Linked DNA regions of Mus musculus: all the other regions are linked to region 2. The links are chromatin contacts, called in public HiChIP or PLAC-seq and Micro-C maps. All regions are on one chromosome and are shown on one strand. Each heading gives the region's core, a stretch centred on a gene start, on an enhancer-like site or on the middle of the called end of the contact. The rest is flanking DNA. Distances are from core to core; before and after follow the strand shown.

Region 1 (4,399 bases), core at 54-2,553, 420 kb before region 2:
AATGCAGCTTCCTTTTGGTAAGAGTGAGATTTGAACTGTCTACAAACCAATCTTGTTTGTGATAGCAAGATTTCGGCTATTATGTATGTCAAACAAGGAAAACATAACCAACAAGTACTTAAGGCCGTTTTGATTTGAAACATGACTCAGGAGTCATGGGTGTGGCTTCAAGCCTCTGCCTTCAGTCGCAGTTTTCTCATTTGTTAACAATGGCCAGGGCACAGTTGGGTAAGTTTTGCTATTTTCACTGGGTTAATGATTCTCAGTATACAGAGAAGGGCAGGGCAAGGGAAAGGACAGACACCTGCTCACTGCAGTCTGCCTAAACGCCCACAGTCAACAAGCAGGACTGTGCAGGCTTCTGTAAGCCGGGCATTCCAGGCTAGTGGTACAGCAGCTCCAGAGTTTGTTCAACAACTCAAAAGGGAGGTCCGCGAGGGAGGACCATTTAAGACCTTCTCGCTTCTGACTGCCTACCTTCACTGCGTACAACTTGCCGCCTTTCTGTCCCAGGTACACTTTCCCGAATGCACCACGGCTAATGGGCTTCACTATGGTGAACTCCTCAATGGAGGGTGGTCTTGGTACCGGGATCCTACTCACGCACTCCTCTATCGCCGCACCTCCTTCATTCTCCTCACTTGCCGAGGCGGACTCCATTGCTGCACAGCTCGCCCTGCAGCAGCAACTCCCGCCAGCTAGATTCAAAAGGTTTCGCCTACGCCGGACGCCTCCCGTGACGTCACCGCGCGTCTGCGCTCTGCCGGCTCCCTGTAAGCAGGCATCGACGGGTGGGGGCCGGCGGCACTGCTGGGCGCAGTCTGCGGAGCGCTAGGCGGAGCCGGCGGCGCTGCCGGAAGGGGCGCTGGGCGGGGCTCAGCCGCGGATACACGGGCTGTTTTTGTGACGAGGCAGTGCATTCTGGCCAATGAGCAAGGGACTAAGACTTTATGTAGTCTGGTGGGGTCCTTCCGAGTCTCAGTCAAGATCTGCAGTTCTCCCTCCCTCCGCATGAGCTAGAAGCCAGGCCGACTGTTAAGTAAAGCAATGGCTAGGGATGATGTGTGGAAGCTAGCGAAGCCACAGAATGTGGAGAGCCTGGGTGAGCGTTAAGTGCGTTTGACCGCGTACTGAATTCAGAAACAGAGTAGGAGCGACTAGAAGAACATCCAATTTATTGTGGAGGTGGTGATAGGAACCTCGAAAAACCACCCCAAAGTGACAGAGTCCCCGGAAGAGGCGGAGCGCTGACGGGCGGGGGCGGGGTGAACGCGGAGGCTTGCTCCGGAAGCACTGTACCTATGGTCTTCCGGGGCAGATGTCGTCGTAGCAGCTGTCGGGAGGGGAAGCCATTTTTTCGTTTCTGGGAGGAGTAAGGGAGAAACTGGGAGAAAAGCAAAGAGAAATAAAGAGAAAATAAAAGGGCTCAGCCCCTTTCCTCGGAGCTGAAGCTAAGAAGCAGTTTCGGCTGGCCGGTAAGATCTCGAGGGCCCGGAGATGTTCTCCCTGTCGAGCACTGTGCAGCCTCAGGTGAGCCCAGCATTCAGGCGTTTTCCTGCGTCCCTTTTGCGACTTTTCCCCGGATGCTGTAGTAGAATCGGTGTTTCTGAAGCAAAATTAGTGAGGGAAGCGACGAACCCTGTTTGAGTCGCAGGCTGAAAAGGAGATCAGGGGACAGTGCTGAGACTATGACCTGACACTAACCGTGGTGAACATCACATAGCGTATCCACTGGCTTGCACAGAATTTCTGTTGACAATTCAGGGACTGTTTAGGGTTGGACAGTCTGAGATGGGGATTTGTGAAATCTGCGAGAAAGGTAAAGAAGACAGTGTTCTTTCCATCCATCTATTTCTGATTACCCTTTTTTCCTTTCAAGCCGAATTTAGTTCAAACATACTCTAATAATTCGAATAGCATCACAATTTCTTTCTTTCTGGGTAGAATTAACTTGTGCACATTTTTGAATCATTAGATTCTTGCAATTAAATTTTAAACATTTTTTAAAAAATCAGGACCCAAATTATGTTAATTTTTCCTTGTTTCATTAAAATTTGTTTTCTTTTTGGGGGGGAAGGTGTTAACAATGTTTAATTAATTAATTAATTATATTTTATTTTTTGAGGCGAGGTTTCATTGTCTATCTTTGCTGTCCTAGTCCTTATTATGTCCAGGCTGGCCTCCTAAGTGTTGGGATCATGGCTCCCACCACCATCACACCAGATGCACCATCAACTTGTCTTGAGGATTATTCCTTGGGAGGCAGGCAGAGAATCTAGAGATGTTACATAGTGAGACTTGTCTCAAAAGACTGCCCCCCCAAATGTTCGTTACATCTTACTACCTGCCTCTTTTTGTGTTCCTATGGAATTGGTAGACTAATGGAGAAAGGAATTGCTTAGCTGCTACTTAGGCAGCAAGCGAACCAAGCAAATGTAGATTTCTCCTAGTCACTGGAAATAAAGATGAACAATAAACGGATATTTCGCCGGGCGTGGTGGCGCACGCCTTTAATTCCAGCACTTGGGAGGCAGAGGCAGGCGGATCTCTGAGTTCAAGGCCAGCTTGGTCTACAAAGTAAGTTCCAGGACAGTCAGGGCTACACAGAGAAACCCTGTCTCGAAAAACCATAAGTAAATAAATAAATAAATAAACGGGAATTTCAGGCAGACAGAAAAATATAAATATAAAATCCTGTGAGGAACAAAAGTCAGGCCCATGTGGCAAGAACAGAGTGGCTAAAGGGAGGTTGGAGAGAAGCCTTGAGGCAGTTACAGAGTTCGATTCATTTGATTTCTGTGACCAGGTTGTCATTTGGAGGCTTGCTCTGGCTTCTTGTGTGGAGAATATGAAAGGGCAAAAGTGTAAGTGTTGTAGATTTAAGGATGCTGTTGCTCTGACACAGGAAAGGCATTCAGTAATTATGGAAAAGAAATTGCTTTGTCTAGTGTGGCACCTCTAATTCCAGACTTGGTGAGAGGGTCAAGAGGATTAGGATTTGGCAGCCAACCTGTCTCACAAAAATTAAAGTAGAGAAGAAAAGAAGTAATAGAATTTCACTCAGTGTAAGTGGGAGAGATGGTGGAAAGTGATATTTCTGTGTTGGTCAGCTTGATACAAGAAAATGCTGTTTTTTTAGGATGACAGTGTCTGGAGAAGTTTTAGTAATTAAAGATGTCTGATAGAGACTGTTGAATATAATATTAATTTATATGAAGAAAGCATGGTGAATAGTATACCATCATGAGGTAGACAGCATAACATGGTAGAAGAGCAAAAGAACAAGGGGGAAACCCACTCTGGTGGCGTAAAGACTGGATTTCCATGGCTTATATACTTGCTTATTGTGGGTTTTGTACAACCCCATGTAGCACAGAGCAGTTTGTAGTTCTGTGCTATTCTTCCTAGCTAATCGCCTTCCACCTCTTACTGCTGTTATAGTGGAAACTGAATTAAGCATAATTTTTAAAGGGACTCTGCGTTCACAGCAAGAAGTATAACACTGGCTAATTTTAATGTCAGGGGTTGAATTAGTTAAATTATTAGACTTGGTTTATAATCAGAGCCGATTATTTTATTCACTTAACAAAAATGCCTATTTAGCATTCTCTGTATTCACACTTGTCATGGGTTGCAACATAGAATACTAAAGTAGAAAAAATACTTGCCATATGGAGTTTATCTTTTAGTTGGATAATATGCTACAACAAAAGAAATTCTTAATTTTTGTAGTCTTCCTTGTGCCAAGCTTCTGTTGTATTCTTAGAATTTCTTGAGTTATGAAGCTTATGATTTCATAAGCTCCATGGATTACATTTGTGTTTGTCCTAACGAGATAACTTGAATCTGCAAATAGTCCTGGAATGGGACTAGTCAGACCAGATAATTTCATCATACTGTAATTCCCACTTTTGGAGGCAGTAATTGTTGAGCCGCTGGGTGGTGAGTTCCTGTGCAGAAGGGTTTTACATTGTAACTCCATAGAGGGTGTCCTCCACTGGGTGTTCTTTCCAGGCCTTGCCATATGTACTTCTTTCAGATGTTCTTATGGCTGGTAAATGTAAGGAAAGTGTTTTCATGTGTTCTTTGAGCCATTTCTAACACAGGGAATGAAGGGACATGTTATGAAGTGAGGTAATATAAAAACCAAACTGTAGAAGATTTTCAAGTTCTACAAGTGTTAGATTTTAAGCAGAAGCATGACCTAGCAGACTTTCATGATGGTGACTTTTATCTCTTGCTGGTAGTGTGGTACAGCTGGGGAAGGGCAGAAACAGATTAGCTAGTGGGATTTAGAGCAAGATGGTGGCAAAAAATCAGAAAATTCTTGGTGTGAACTTTTGCTTTTAATGTTTGTGAAGCTTTATTTTGCCCCCTCCCTAATAGTTGTTTTCTCCAG
Region 2 (4,217 bases), core at 1,417-3,916:
CTGTAGAGACTGCTCAGTGGTTAGAGGCATTTGAAGCTCTTGCAGAGGACCTGTTTTCAGTTTCCAGACCTGACATGATGGCTCACAATCTGTCACTCCATTTCCAGAAGAGCTGATGCCATCTTCTGGCCTCTGTACCTGTAATACACATCATACTAAAGATGGACACTTGCCTCTTTCAATGCATACTTCAGGTACTAGCCTTTTCCTCTCTCTGAGGTCCCAAATCGAGTCATTACTAAATCCTACCAATTTTGCCTCTCAGATGTTCATGAAAGTTACTTCAACCCTGTTCTTGCTATCCTAAAGTTTTATCATTTCTTGCCCAAATTATTTATCTGCTGGTACTTGGAAAAGAATGCAGGATCATAGATGTGTATCATTTTAGCCCTGAGCTATATGCTTCACTCACTACATTACTCTATATTCAAAGCCATTCTAAGCATGTTCTTTGAACTAAGAAAATGACTACTCCACAAACTTTAAAAGCTTTAACAGCCATCTGACATACCAAAAAGTTCATTTTATTGTGTGTTACTGAAACAAGACAATGATTAAGACAATCAAACACAAATGCCTTTCATGCCTTGTCACAAATAAGACCGCAGAAAAACTGTCCCAAAAGTTCTACAAAAGCACAATGCTATTTTTCTACACAACCTAAAGGAAGCCTCAGTGTCTAGATCCCAATTTTTAAAAATAAACGATATTTAGAAACGTGAGAAGCTTATCTCAATTAGCCAGCTAGGAAAGAGCAAGTCTGAGGGACAGCAAAGGATAACAGACTCTAAGTCATTCTGTATGACTGCAAACCTTACTCAACAGGTGAGTGAACTTTAGTAAACAGGTAAAGGCTTAGGAATATGAATGAATGTCTTTGCCTCCTGTAATTCAATATAAAAGCCATGTGTAGGCTACCAACTCAGCTCTGAATATTTCACCTATAGTGATAATATTGTTATGTATTTTTTCTACTGTGAAAAAAATCTGCTATGTATTTTTTCAGAAAAAATCTGAAAGCAATGATAGAGTTTTACAAGTTCCAAACAGATATTTGAAACAGGAACTCATCGATTTTCCTATGCAAAAGTAGGGAACATAAATAAAGCTAAAACATGTATTTGAAATACACACACACACACATACACACACACACACACACACACATTAATTGGCATAATAATGCAGTACAAACCTTATATACACCAAAAGTGGACGTTAAGTAATAACAACACAGTACCTCTCAATTCTTACTTTCCTCTCTTAGAATCAACTTACCAGCACTTGAATAGAATCAGGCTATAAAAGGGTAACATTTCAGAAGCACTTAGCACATTCCAGGCCCTGACAGGTACTTTACCTGCATTTCATTTGTTCAAGCACTACTACCAAAGAGTATTGTCACCACCTTCTTTATAGCTATACGACTACTAAAGGCTGGAAAAGATAAGTGACTTTCTCAAAGCCAGAACCGAGCTTGCTGGGTAGAATGTTCGGCAATTCAACTACTCTCTGAGCTCCTAACCATGGAGCAACATTTCTCTTAGGAATGTGGGAATAATAATTTGAAATATTCTGCCACTTCTATCATGAGGGGTGGGGGGAATGTAATTTCCCCAGTCTTTTACTACTTCTCCTTCCACCCCAATAAAGAGGAGGTTTCAACTGTACAAGAATATAAGTAAAGTCTCCTAGTGGGGCAAACTAAGCCCAAAATTATTCAGATATATGCGAAGTGTCAGACACCAGGGGAAAATGGGCAGACAGCTTAGGCACTGTATTCAGTCATGGAAATTGAAGGAGTGGCTTTTATTTCTATAGGGACTGTCAATTTCTTGGAGGGCGAAAATTCTATCATTCTTTTCCTTTCGGTCAACACAAACATGCATACCTAAGATAGAGAATTAACAGGAAAGACAGCAGCAAAAGATAAAAAGGGAAGACACATTTCTATATTCAAGAACTGACCCTAATCATGGGGCTGGCTTGTCATGTCCTGGTAAATATGAGCTGTTAGGGGCAAGAATGTGGTTGGAGACGGACACTCCTGGTCCGGGGAGCTTAAGGCGCCCTAAAATGAGCTAACAGGGACGACAGCTTTCAGAACCCATTTGAGAGGACGGATGAAGACTATCGGGGTGCAGTTCTTTGCTTCAGGAAGACAGGAGAAGGCATAAAAGTGCGGGCGTAGTAGATTCCTGGATGCAGATGAGGAAGGAGTTAGACTCGAGCAAAGGGGGACCGGGGAGCGCAGCACTGCACTCCGGAAGGGACATGGACGTCCAGAGGAAGCAGAACCGCCTAAGGGAGAGAGGGGCAGGGCCGTAGGGCGTGGGCCGGAGCACCAAGGACTGGAAAGCTGAGAGGGAGGCAGCCCAGCACCGGCCGGCGGCCGGAACACCTACCCGGACACGCGGGGCGGCGGGCGGGCCCTCGGCGGCCCCGGGGACCGAGGCTGAGGCGGCGGCGAGCTCCTGCAGCGGGCACCCCCCGGCCAAGCCGCATCCTCCTCCCGGCCTCCCTCCTTGTCCTCACCGGCTGCTAAACTTCTTCCCCAAGATTAAACACACCCGCCGCCAAAGAGTGCGCCTAGCCCGAGCCCGCTCTAGGTGTTGAGGCTCGGGCGTCCAGTTTCCGCCCCGCCAGTCATCAGGGCGCGTGCGCCAAGTAGCTTTTCCTGCTCCGAGGCCCGGAACTTCCGGCGGCGGCTTTGCGAGCAATTTCCTGCTTCCCATATACCTCGCAACTACCGATAGGAAGTTTTCCCCGAGCAATAGATAGATGATTGATAGATAGATGATAGATAGATAGATAGATAGATAGATAGATAGATAGATAGATAGATAGATAGATAGATAGATAGATAGATAGATAGATAGATGATAGATAGATAGACAGACAGATAGATAGAGGTAGATAGGAAGTTTTCCCCGAGCAATAGATAGATGATTGATAGATAGATGATAGATAGATAGATAGATAGATAGATAGATAGATAGACAGACAGATAGATAGATAGATAGAGGTAGGTAGGTAAGTAGGTAGGTAGGTAGGTAGGTAGGTAGGTAGGTAGATATAGGTAGATGATAGGTAGATAGGTAGATAATAGGTAGGTAGCGATAGGTAGATTAGATAGATACATAGATACATAGATAGAAGCCCAGGGATGCCCGGAGCGATAGATAGATAGATAGATAGATAGATAGATAGATAGATAGATAGATAGATAGATAGATAGATAGAAGCCCAGTGATGCCTCCTGACTCAGAAAATCCTGTTACAGTGAGGAAACAGTGAGGCCCTGTGCCCATTAAGACTGCATCTGGGTGTAACGTTTGCTCACCTCCCATTCTGACCCCCAAACTGTATTAAAAGCTGAAACCCAAGTCTGTGTGGGTAAATAGTTGCACGTAAGGCATTTTAGGTTGGAGGGAATGAAGGGGACTTTTCATACAAGAAAGGAGTCTGTAGAGTTCCTTTGTACAAGATCAGCCAACAACTGGAGAGTGAACCGTACTAAACTAAAAATGGTAATATTAAGGTTACTGCTTCCTTTCTTTAGCCATTTGGAGTTTATAGAAATGGATGATACCACAACTTGGTTATTGGCACTCTTACATTAGCTACTTGTCCTATTCCTGCAACAAAATACCCCAGGAAAGCCATGTACGGAAAGAGGGATTTATTTGGATTGCTAAGAAAACACAGTCCATCGTGGCAATAAAGACATGGTAATGGGAGCTTAAGGCAGCAGGTCACATTGCATCCAGTGTGCAGAAGCACAATGATGAATCCAGACTGTCAGATCACCTTTTTTGGACTTAGTCTGAGACTTATCAAGTTAACAAACATAACTACCACAATCCAGCCCCTAGTTAACTGAACACCCAGGTAACAACAGAGAAATCTTATGCTCTGCAAACAGAATCAGTAGCTAAAGGAATATATTTATTTGGGAATGAGGAAACAGGCACACAGCAGACACAGAAAAAGACCCTGTGCAAAGCAGAATAGTGGGTGACTTAATAGACAAAAATGAAATCTTTTCTTGAGGGTTAGGCTATTAAAGCCCTGAACTTTTTTTCCTACCTTACTTTGGAGGTTGCTCAGTTTGAAGAAAGATAGGATGGTTGATTGTTTCTCAAGTTGTGTAACATGTCCTGAACTGTTGAGTCAGTCCATCAACAGGAGCTTATGGGCTGAAGACAAAGGCTACA
Region 3 (4,057 bases), core at 1,426-3,925, 360 kb before region 2:
TTATATATATACCTTCAATTCTTAACATCTTAACATTTACTTTATGCATTTTTATCACATCATTTTCCCCTTAAGGATTTGGGACCCAAGTGTTTGGGATGGGGTGATGACCAATCATGGCTGCTTGGGAGCTTAATAGGGATAATAATGAATGAGTTGCATGGATCCCTCTGGGATTCATGCTAAGAGTAGATGAAACGCATGACATTGTTTTGGATGATCTAACAGCCCTTGGTAGAAGGAGGAGGCCATGGTTGGGTGGATAAGTGTGCAAGAATGTAATTGTGAGTATGCAGAGTATGAAAATGTTAATTTGTGAGTGTGAGAATGTTTGAGGATGCAGGTAGGCATGAGTAATTGTGAATGAAAATGTGAGCAACCATATGTTGTGTGTGAGAATGATTTTGTGTAGCTGTGTGATTGTGTATTTAAAGTTGTGCCAATGTGCAAAAGGTGCGAGTTTTCATTAGTGTTAAAGAATGTAGATTCTCTGTACATGTGTGATTTATTAAGAAAAAGGATGGAACAGTGTGTCTTCATGGTAGATGAACTAAACCAGGCTCAGAAAAAAACACATTTTATCTTACAAGTAGAGTCCAGAAATTAAGAAATAAAATGCATGTTGGAGGTGGAGTATTGGGAAGGAGAATGGGACTAGGGGTGGAGTGGGGAGAAGGGTTTATGAGATGGTGATATGGGATTAATATGGTCAAGTGCTTCATATGAACATACAAAAATATTGCAATCAAGTCCATTTCATAAAAATAATATGTGCTACTAAGAGAGTCGAATTCTAAGCATGGATATATTTGCTCTTGGAAGCAAGTCTTCTGAGCATTAGGCTTTTATGATAAGGGAAGTATCAGGAATACTATTGTGTTATCTATATAAATTATTTACACTAGTACATAATTAGCAGAGTAAAGGTCATTGACATTTTAAACTAATGAAAACCAATCCTGTCATACCTTAAATATTTGGTGTAAAATTTTTATTTTTTTGGCTTTATTTTTATCTCATTAGAAGATATCTTCAAACTGTCCAGGGATGTATGTCAGCTCATTTTTTTCCCACATCACATACTGCTTTTACAACTACATGGTGTAAAATGCTAAAGTATTTTTATTACATTGTTTCTTGGAGAAAAACTATTTGATAGAGGCTTTAAGAGATGAAAATGGGCAAGATTTTTAAAGCCAGTACAGTTCAGTTTTGCAGAGCAGGTGAACCTATATAGCAAAGCTCACACTGATGCCCACAAGACGCTGTTCAGCAGCCATCAGCCATGAATCACAGCATTGAACAGAACTGGGGGGAATTCCTGGTAACAGAAGTATCCTGGAAGAAGGGTACCATTACCTGCTCCATTAAATGAGTAAAGTACAGGAGCTATGAACTCATGTGACTCTCCATCAATGGACAGAGGTGATATTGGACAGAGGAGTCCTGAGGTTTGGAGGTCCTGGTAATTCACTGGACAGCTGCAATTTGAAAATAAGGGCATTGAAACCTTTTCAGCACGTCAAAAGACTGAACGACGGTCAAAACTGACAAATCTTGCTACCTCTGTGGCCGTGTGCTTTGTAAAAGGTCTGTCTAATTGAGTTCCCTGGTCAGAGACACTGACATTGCTACTGGAGGGGATATGGTTCTGGGTGCATGGTAAGTGGGGGTGAGGAGAAAGAAGAGGAGCAGGAAATTATTTGTCTTGGGAAGGGGAGTACGAAGGCATGCAGGAATGGAAGGCATGCAGCAATGCAGCAATGGCAGGGATGGTTCAAGCCAGGTAGTTCTTGGGGGCTGAGAAATCCACTGAATATACATATACATACACAAACACATACACGCGCACATACACATACACGTACACATATACATAAAATACCATTGTAACCTAGTGAGAAAAGATAGGTTGGGGAAAGAAAATTGCCGATTAAAAAATTTAAATATGTTGCTCTCTAAAAAAACACCTTGGAATTATTGTAGGTTTTATAAGAGAAAATAAAATAAAGCCGAACATAAAAATATAGTCAGGGCAAAAGGCTAGGAGGTTTGTTGGTGGATGTGGATGTTCATTTTGCATGCAGTGTGCATGAGTTTCTCTTCAAAATTTGCCTCTGAAACCGTGAAAACGGACTACTCTTAGTTCCACTGCTTAATTCCCATACCGCACTGGATGTGGAAAATAAACAATAGAAATTAAGAGAGCATTCTGTTAAGAGATTTTCCTGTAGAGCTGGCCTTTGGCATTCCATGTCCCCCATCACTTTCAACAGCCATGTACAAGGACTGCTTTCCCATGGCTGTAAGTCAGCCTCGAACAAACGACCAAAGGTCATCTAGCCCTCTTTTGACTTTTGACATTTAAAAAGTTCGTAATTTTAAAATTTCGTTCATATGCATGTGAGGGAAGGCGCCTCTGCGAGTATAGGTGCCTGCTGTCCAAAAGATGGCACTGTAAGCCAGCTATGGTGGGCGCTGGAAACTGAGCTAGGTCCATCTGAAAGAGCAGTACTTGCTCGTAAACACTGAGCCCATCCCTCCAGCCTCTTCTGATTTTTGAAACAACACAAGTTGACTTTGCAGAGATTTGACAGGCTGGACTACGCACATGCGCATTAACCTTTATTGGCTTCAGGTAGTCGAGGGTCACAGGCACGCACACGTTCACGCACACCCTTGCATATTTGCGTCCACCAGTATGGCTTGACAAGAACTGTTCTGCCAACTGTCCCTGCAGTTGATAGACACTAAACCAGGGAGCAGACTTGAAGGGACAGGGACTGTGGGAGAGACTTGGCAAGCCTATGACAAGTGATAATATTTGGATAAGGATGAGTGGGCTTATTACATCGTTGATACTTAGATAACGAATAATGGGCTAATTATAAATATTAAAAACAGGAGGGTGGACTTATAATTCGATATGAGATGGGGAGAGTCTGCTTGTTATAATAACGTTGATACTGGGGCAGTTAACGGTTGGTTTGTTATAAATAACCTTGCCTGAGATGGGAGGAAAGTACAGCCGTGGGGAAGAGAGGAGGCCTTTGGGGTTTCCAGGCTTCTCTGCGCTGTGTTGCTGTCAGAAAACAAATAGGGAAGAGACCCCCTTGGGTTTCTGCGATATTAAGGCACGGAGAAGTAACCTGAGCTTTGGAAGGGAGGATCCTGCTTATTTAGACATGGCTTACTTTCCTGACAATGATCTGCACATGGCGGCCTGTGCAGGCGATTTACCTTTTGTGCGGCTGTACTTTACTCTGGGTAAATACGAAGTCAATCACAGAGACAGGGAGAATAGGTAAGAGATTCTTCAGACCTGGGGTCTGAGGGCAGTGTGGGCAGTGTGGAAGAAGACACCTCTACTCACTCCCGGGACAGGAACAGGAGTGGGGAGGGCCCAGCGCTGATTGTTGCCACTATATAGTGACCGTTTCAGCACCTGTGATCAGCACACCTGGGAGGAACCCCTGGCCCAGCCAACGCAAGGGCAGAAGTCTGGTTGCTTTCCCTTCCTCATGAGACCTTTAGAGAGTCAACAGACTATTTGAAAGTGTCAATTAACAAGAACAAATCATCATTTTAACTTTGTGTAATATTAGGAGTACAACGTTAGATACATTTTTTAAAAAGTGAAGAATTCTTTTTTTTTTTTTTTTGGGGTTTTTCGAGACAGGGTTTCTCTGTGTAGCCCTGGCTGTCCTGGAACTCACTCTGTAGACCAGGCTAGCCTCGAACTCAGAAATCCGCCTGCCTCTGCCTCCGGAGTGCTGGGATTAAAGGCGTGCGCCACCACACCTGGCCCCCCAAAAAGTGAAGAATTCTTACAAAAGGAATATTTTATAATGTATTTATTACCTTCAAGCCTAAAATTCTAAGTAAAACCCAGTATCCACTATATATGATATGTATCAGAATATATATTAGAATATTAAGTATATATATATATGTTTATGTATATGTATATTAAGCCTGATGTGTATTGTAAGAAACTGAACTGAGGGTTTCTGTTTCCCCTGCCACAGTTATAAGCTGTACACCTCTACCTCTTGCT

What was found. A called contact is a pair of places that touch in the nucleus more often than the background predicts. HiChIP or PLAC-seq counts read pairs in DNA pulled down with a chosen protein or histone mark.
Region 1: an H3K4me3 HiChIP or PLAC-seq map of the 230-238 cell line shows a contact between it and region 2, with 3 times the contacts expected there. The contact joins the promoter of Yme1l1 here to the promoter of Spopl in region 2. A contact is called at or near these places in 16 of 39 promoter capture datasets (the C10 cell line, the HPC-7 cell line, HPC-7-derived erythroid cells and 8 more), 2 of 484 Hi-C or Micro-C datasets (the G1E-ER4 cell line and Th1 cells) and 8 of 115 datasets of contacts at active chromatin or transcription factors (the 230-238 cell line, effector CD8 T cells, embryonic stem cells and 4 more).
Region 3: a Micro-C map of embryonic stem cells shows a contact between it and region 2, with 2.5 times the contacts expected there. The contact joins the promoter of Potegl here to the promoter of Spopl in region 2. A contact is called at or near these places in 6 of 39 promoter capture datasets (the HPC-7 cell line, embryonic stem cells, liver and 2 more), 16 of 484 Hi-C or Micro-C datasets (the G1E-ER4 cell line, embryonic stem cells and stem cell-derived epiblast-like cells), 1 of 115 datasets of contacts at active chromatin or transcription factors (embryonic stem cells) and 1 of 9 other capture datasets (macrophages).

Annotation. Positions count from the first base shown.
Region 1 is chr2:23,155,202-23,159,600 of GRCm38.p6, forward strand. Yme1l1 (YME1-like 1 (S. cerevisiae)) reads left to right here and starts at 1,304. Exons shown (of 19, transcript NM_013771.5): 1 at 1,304-1,530. The coding sequence starts at 1,498. It overlaps Mastl (microtubule associated serine/threonine kinase-like), which reads right to left and starts at 823. Exons shown (of 12, transcript NM_025979.4): 1 at 478-823. The coding sequence starts at 660.
Region 2 is chr2:23,569,438-23,573,654 of GRCm38.p6, forward strand. Spopl (speckle-type BTB/POZ protein-like) reads right to left here and starts at 2,667. Exons shown (of 11, transcript NM_029773.2): 1 at 2,406-2,667.
Region 3 is chr2:23,204,801-23,208,857 of GRCm38.p6, forward strand. Potegl (POTE ankyrin domain family, member G like) reads left to right here and starts at 2,676. Exons shown (of 11, transcript NM_027635.1): 1 at 2,676-3,304. The coding sequence starts at 3,012.